2 separate regions of the Anas platyrhynchos genome follow, and region 1 is linked to region 2. Evidence: chromatin contacts called from public Hi-C data. All regions are on one chromosome and are shown on one strand. Each heading gives the region's core, a stretch centred on a gene start, on an enhancer-like site or on the middle of the called end of the contact. The rest is flanking DNA. Distances are from core to core; before and after follow the strand shown. Region 1 overlaps SUFU (SUFU negative regulator of hedgehog signaling). Region 2 holds the start of SUFU (SUFU negative regulator of hedgehog signaling).

What was found. Hi-C and Micro-C count contacts between places; a contact is called where the count stands out from the background.
Region 1: a contact with region 2 is called in a Hi-C map of small yellow follicle, with 2.3 times the contacts expected there. The contact joins the enhancer-like site here to the promoter of SUFU in region 2. A contact is called at or near these places in 5 of 8 Hi-C or Micro-C datasets (liver, skeletal muscle, small yellow follicle and 1 more).

The regions. Positions count from the first base shown.
Region 1 is chr6:27,838,859-27,842,238 of IASCAAS_PekinDuck_T2T, forward strand. The region is part of intron 3 of SUFU (SUFU negative regulator of hedgehog signaling); the gene reads left to right. Among named protein-coding and RNA genes, the nearest start is that of SUFU, 36 kb to the left of the region's middle. Within about 2 kb of position 1,318, at least 2 of the 8 cell types and tissues checked have an H3K27ac peak or open chromatin away from gene starts, as enhancers often do. A contact at or near this core is called in small yellow follicle, where this site is marked.
Region 2 is chr6:27,803,009-27,806,024 of IASCAAS_PekinDuck_T2T, forward strand. SUFU (SUFU negative regulator of hedgehog signaling) reads left to right here and starts at 1,268. Exons shown (of 13, transcript XM_072039740.1): 1 at 1,268-1,582. The coding sequence starts at 1,395. It overlaps ACTR1A (actin related protein 1A), which reads right to left and starts at 180. Exons shown (of 11, transcript XM_027459990.3): 1 at 22-180. The coding sequence starts at 69.

The sequences.
Region 1 (3,380 bases), core at 68-2,567, 36 kb after region 2:
AATGGCCATGTCAGAAGGGTAAATTTTCTGGCCTTTGCTGGAATCAGGCTGCTGTGATCTTAGCTGCCCAGAGCAGGACTTAGATTGGAGACTGTGCCAGGCCATGCATGGGCAGGAGGGATGCTTCGAGTTGTCTCCTTGCTGGTGGAACAGCATCAGCGCTGTCTTTTCCCCCATACTGTCCCCTGTACACATGCAAGAGAAGATATTTGATTCGCAGGTGCTCAGACAGGGATTTACCTGCTCCTGGGGAAACCTTCCTGGGGCCAGCCTTTGGATGGAGCTCTCAGCTCCCACCGCTTGTCTCCGTTTGTTGTCCTCTTCTCCTTGCTCCCCATGGTTATTCGGGGGAGTTAGGGCTCCTAGCAGGATTATTCCGTAGATGTAAAAACGACAGGTTTAAAAAAGAAATGGAAAATGCAGCGGGAAACGGGTTGTGTCTCTCTCTAGAGCTCGCTAACACCTCTCGAGCATGGATTGCATGCGCCACACTGTTTATAAAACATCTTGAGGCCAAGAATATGACTTGAATTTATTTCTCTAGGCATTAGCTATATTTAGTCAAATTAAAGGGGAGGGGAATGCGCTCCAAGAAAATACATGAGCAACGTTACACAAAGAAAATTTACTAGTCCACGGTGGAACGGTTGCCTCTGAGTTATTTCCCCAGCTCTCGTTATTGAGCAGTTGGATAGTAAAGTTAGGAGAGATTGCACAGCTGAATTATGACCGTTGCTGCACGAAGGAGCCTCACCTGCTTTATGCGGGCTGTAAAAGAAAATGGATAATGACATTTTAAAGACTTCAAAATACGGGAGGCTTAACAGAGAAGTCTGGTGTAGCTGTGTTATGGATGCTGCTTTTGCATAATGGAGCGATGCAAGAGCCGGTCTATGGAAAATTTAGAGACTTCTCAGTGCTGTGGAGCTAGAGGGAGCTTCAGATTTGCTGTTATAAATTATGAAATGAAATAATAAGTTTGCAATGAAATGCTGTAACGATTTCCTTGTTCAGTTCTTATGAAATCGATACCTCCCTATGAAGCATTTCAGTTCTGTGGAATCAGCGTTCCCTAACAGCGCAGAACAGTTCAGGAGGTTTTGTTAAAACGCACGCTTGCAGGAAAAAAAAACAAAGTCTGGGCTTCATGAGAACAGATCGTGCTGCTGTGTTGGTGTAAGTCCTGGAAATTCAACGTGGCAGAAGCAAATGCCACCGTAGTCCTGGCACTTGTTGCCCACAGGCTGATCGTTGCCCTTGTTGAATGGCAGAGGAGATGCTTTCCCATGGTTTTTCACAGCTCTCACTGAAAGCTCTCTTACCCCTTCCTGGATTCTGGGCCCAAATGCGTTTTGTCTCATTAATACAGCACAAAGCCTCGTGCCCTATCTGTTGTGCTCGCTCTTTTTAGAGAAAAACTTGAATCCCTCCTCGGAACTGATAAGAAACTGCCTCAGCACAGTCATCTGCACAGCGTTTCAGCAGATCAAAAGGGCTGTCGGAGCAGGGCTTGGTGGGAGTGGAAAAAGTTGGGTCAGTGGATGCTGGGAGCGGGCTTGGGTAAAGCCGAGCCTGTTCCCAAATCTCCCAGGGCATGGGAGAGCAGCAGGGGTGTGATGGGATCACTGCAGAGGCAGTTTTACTGTTGTGGCTGTAAACCTGCAGGCTTCCTAAACCAAGACAATTTGCAAAGGAGCATTCTGCGTTTATTAGGAAAGAGAGGCAGGTTTTGTCCTAGCACTGGGACATCTTTTGTTTTTACATGAAACATTTATTTCATGTGTGCATTAATGCCTGTTTTCACATCTGTATTTTCAGTATTTCAGCTAGAAGTCGTTTCCAGTTGTGACTGGAGGTTTCTCATTCAATAAATGCAGTAGACTTCAAAACACGTGCAGAAAGTATGGCTGTAAACCCATATTGGTGTCACTGTAGGTCCTGGTCACGTCCTGGTTCACAGCAGTGCCAGAAACGAGCTGGGAAGTGGCAGGCTGCTTCTCTGGTTAGTCCACATGGTACAGGAAAAATGGGGATGCTTTTTGGGGAACCACCACACCTGCATCAAGTGAGTTGCTCCTCATAAGGTGTTTGTGCTTCTGCTGTACCTGAGATGAGCCCACACCTCCTGTGCCAACTCATCTCTTGTTGTTATGGAAATAAATATCTGTGTGCAGGAAAAATTAGCACATTGTATGTGTGCGGATGAAGAGAAGTTCGCGTTGCTGACAGCACTGCAAATAATAGGAAGGGACAAAAACTGCAGGAGGTTTTTCCTGTCCATCTGTGCTGTGATGTCTGCGAGGATCTATCTGGCTGATCCATGCTCCAATTCAACATTCACGAAAACCACAGCTGAGATGTAAATCCAAATTTACAAAAACTTCAGCATCTTTTGGTTAAAACATTGGTTGGAGCTTAAAGATTTCGATGGTCTCATTTTACAAATGGGGTGCAAGAGGTGGGAAGGGAGGGTGCACGTCCCCGTTTCCAGCAGGAGGTGAGTGCAAGTGGTTAGCTCCTGCTTTGTTCCTGTAGCTCCTCGCTTTCTGTGCCTCCAGGTCCTGCAGTTCAGGCTCTCCTCCGTCCTCCAGTGGTCTCTGTACAGGAGCTGGTCTTACATTCTTCATGGCTTACAATACAGCAAGCACAGAGCTGAGTTTCGGGCTGTAATTCTGAACTTTTTGCACTCTTACAACTTTTAATTGGGCTTCGGGTTATTGGCAGAATGTGGTTTTGTGTTTTTTTTTTGATTGAATTGAGTAGTCAGTGTGAATTTTTTGCTGTTCGGCCGCATGTGAGAGAGAGAGGGAGATTTTCTAAGTGTTCAGTGTTCGCATGGACATAAACAGGTGGATTTCCAGCAGAGACATTTGCATTTGAAAACCTGCTCTAAACGGGCTGGGATTTCCCAGGAGAAGCAGCAGCAGCAGTGAAACGCAGCGATCGATCAGCATAGAATTGTGTGAGCATTTGATGGGCAAAATGTTGTGGTATAGAGACAGGGCCCAAGAATACGTTCTTTGTGGTTTTGTTTCATTCCTGAAAACTGTGACTGAGAGGCTTTTATCATTTAAAAAATAAAATTACTCAGCCACGTTTTGCCTAACCTGGAAAACATCAGCGAGATCCTTTGCAACTGCGCCGGTTTTGTCTGTTTGTTTAATCCCATTTTGATATAAGAAAAACTTTGCAATCATATTTCTCATTTCTGTCTGCTTACACGTCCCAACTTTAAACGTGAAGTAATGCTCCGAGCCACTCCTTTCAGCCGCAGAGCTGAAAGCGTGTAATTTATCGTACAGAAAGATAAACTCCTTTCTTTCTTTCAAGCGGCTCGCGTTTGCTGTTTTCTTCCTTTCTTAGCTAAGCAAAGCACTCCC
Region 2 (3,016 bases), core at 18-2,517:
CTCGCCGCCGGCCGCACTCACGTTGTCTATGACGACGGGCTGGTTCGCTATCACGTCGTAGGACTCCATGGCGAGCAGCCGCCGCAGCCACCCGTCAGGGAGCAACAGCCCAGCCGGCGGCGGCGCATGCGCGGAAGGGCGGCGCGCGGCCGGCTGGGTGATGTATTCCCCCTCGGCCGCGGGGGGTGATGGGAGATGTAGTCCTGGCCCCTCCCCGCCCCACGCTGTGGGAGGGGTGCGGCGGGAGGGCGCGGGGCATGCTGGGAGTTGTAGTGCGGGGAGGGTGTGAATGGGGGGGCGCAGAGACACGGGGGGCTTTTTTTTTTTCCCCTTTTTTTGCAATAAAAGGCACACGCAGAGTAAGTTCTCAAATGTTCCAATAAATGCTGAGATGCGGTTTGCGGCCTCAGTTCTTTAGGGAAAATTAGCGGAGGCCTGAGTGGGTGGCTGAGGGTGTACGGCCCCCTCCAGACCCCACAGCTCCCCTCATAGCCCCCATATTTCCCCTCACAGCCCCCCCAGATCCCAGATCTCCCCTCAGACCCTCCCCATCTCCCTCCACAGGCCCCACAGATCCCCTCACAATCCCCCTAGCTCCTCACAGCCTCCCCCCAGACCCCACATTTGCTCTCACAGACCCCCCCAGATCACCTATCTCCCCTCACAGCCCCCCAGCTCCTTCCCCAGACCCCATATTTCCCCTCACAGCCTCCCCAGCTCCCGTCACAGACCCCCAGCTCCCTCCCCAGACCCGTATCTCCCCTCACATCTCCCCCCAGACCCCGTATTTCCCCTCACAGCCCCCCAACTTCTCCCCCAGCTCCCCTCACAGCCCCTCAGCTCCCCCCACAGACCCCATATTTCCCCTCACAGCCCCCCCCGCTCCCCTCACAGCCCCTCCATACCCCCTATCTCCCCTCACAGTCCCCCCAGCTCCCTCCCCAGACCCCGTATCTCCCCTCACAGCCCCCATTACCCCCCCAACTCCCCTCACAGACCCCTTATTTCCCCTCACAGCCCCCCATCTCTCTCTACAGACCCCCGATCTCCCCTCACAGCCCCCCCAGACCCCATATTTCCCCTCACAGCCCCCTTATTTCCCCCCTCCCCCCCCCCCCCACCAGGGGTCGCGCTCTCAGCGCGCGGCCCCGGAGCCGTGAGGGCGGCGAGGAGGGGGCGGGGCGAGGCGGGGCCTCCCCTCAGCGCCGCGCGCTTCCATTGGCTGCTCCCACCTGTCAATCACCGTCTCCATGGCAACCGCGGGGCCCGCCCCCTTCCCCCCCTCCTCCCTCAGCGCCGCGCCGCGCAGCGCCGCTTGGGCCGGGCCGGGCCGGGGGAAGCGGAGCGGAACCGGAGCGACTCCGGAGCGGCTCCGGAGCGGCTGAGGCGCCGCCATGGAGGGCGTGCGGCCTGCTGGGGGTGCCCCCGCGGCGGGGCCGGGCTCTGGTGCGGGGTCCGGGTCGGGTTCGGGCTCGTTTCCATCGCTCTTCCCGCCGGGGCTGCACGGGATCTATGGGGAGTGCCGCCGCCTCTACCCCGAGCAGCCCAACCCGCTGCAGGTCACCGCCATCCTCAAGTACTGGTCAGTGCTGGGGGGGATTTTGGGGGGTCTGGGGGGGGATTTGGGGGGTTTGGGGGGGAGTAGGAGGGTTAAGGGGGGGTATTGGGGGCTGGGAGGGGGCTATTGGGGTCGTGGGGGGAGTAGTGGGGTCTGAGGGGGGTATTAGAGTCTGGGGGGGATATGGGGGGTATTTGGGGTCTGGGGGGGTGTAATGGGGTCTGGGGGGGAAGTAGTGGGGCTAAGGGGGGGTATTGGGGTCTAGGGGGGGATACTGGGGTCCTGGGGGGAGTAGTGGGGTCTGAGGGGGGACATTGGGGTCTGAGGGGGACATTGGGGTCTGAGGGGAGGAATTGGGGGATATTGGGGTCTGGGGGGGAGTAGTGGGGTCTGGGGGGGATATTGGGGGATATTGGGGTCTGGGGGGAGAGTAGTGAGGTCTGGAGGGGGATATAGGGGGATATTGGGGTCTGGGGGGGAGTAGTGGGGTCTGAGGGGGGAGTAGTGGTGTCTGAGGGGGGATTTGGGGGCTCTGGGGGGCATATTGGGGTCTGAGGGGGGAGTAGTGCAGCTAGGGGTGGAATACTGGGGTCTGGGGGGGGACATTAGGGGACACTGGGGCCTGGGGGGGAGTAGTGGGGTCTGAGGGGGACATTGGGGTCTGGGGGAGGAATATCGGGGTATTGGGGGAGTAGAGGGACTGGAGGGAGCTGTGGGGGCTTGGGGGGGAACTGTGGGGTCGTGGGAGGAGTTGTGGGGTGAGAGGGGTGTTGAGGAAAGAAGTGGGGCTGGGATGGGGGAGCAGCGGGGCTGCAGGGGTTTGGGGGAGCAGGGAGAGCTTTGAGGGGTTTGGGGGTGCAGGGAGAGGTGCAGGGGCTGCAGGCTGAGGCCCGGGGAGATGCCCAGGAAGGTTTGGGGATGCCACAGGGCAGCGTACTGGGTGTCAGGGAGGTGTGGGGCTGGGAGGCAGCTCCAGGGGGATGTGTTTTTGGGGTGACCCACAGCGAGAGATGGGGCTGGTGAGGGCAGGGCATGGGGAAGGAAGCGTGTTTCCCTCGCTGGGTCAGTTCCTTGGGGCTGCAGCTTCCCCTCCTGGCCAGGAGGCTCGGGCTCTGCCTTCTGATCCGGAGTTTGGGGCTCGGGCATGTCTGGGATTAATGGGATTGTGCCAGCCTCGCAGCACGCACTGGGCTTGGTGCCCCTATAAATCAAGGGAAAGCCTCGTTTGGGAAGAAACCTGGCCAGGGTTGCGTGGCATTTTTCATGAAACTTGTCTTTTTTTAATATTTTCAACGCAATTTGTGTGTCTTGGGAGAATTTGTGATTGCTTTTCTCTCCATGGAGCTGTTTCCCCTCTGCCCACGTTGGGTTCCTTCAGCTTGCCCTTAGCACCAGCCAGGGGAAGGTGCCGCCCCGATGCAAACCCCATTTTTCCCCCCCGAGGCCGTGCTTCTTGCT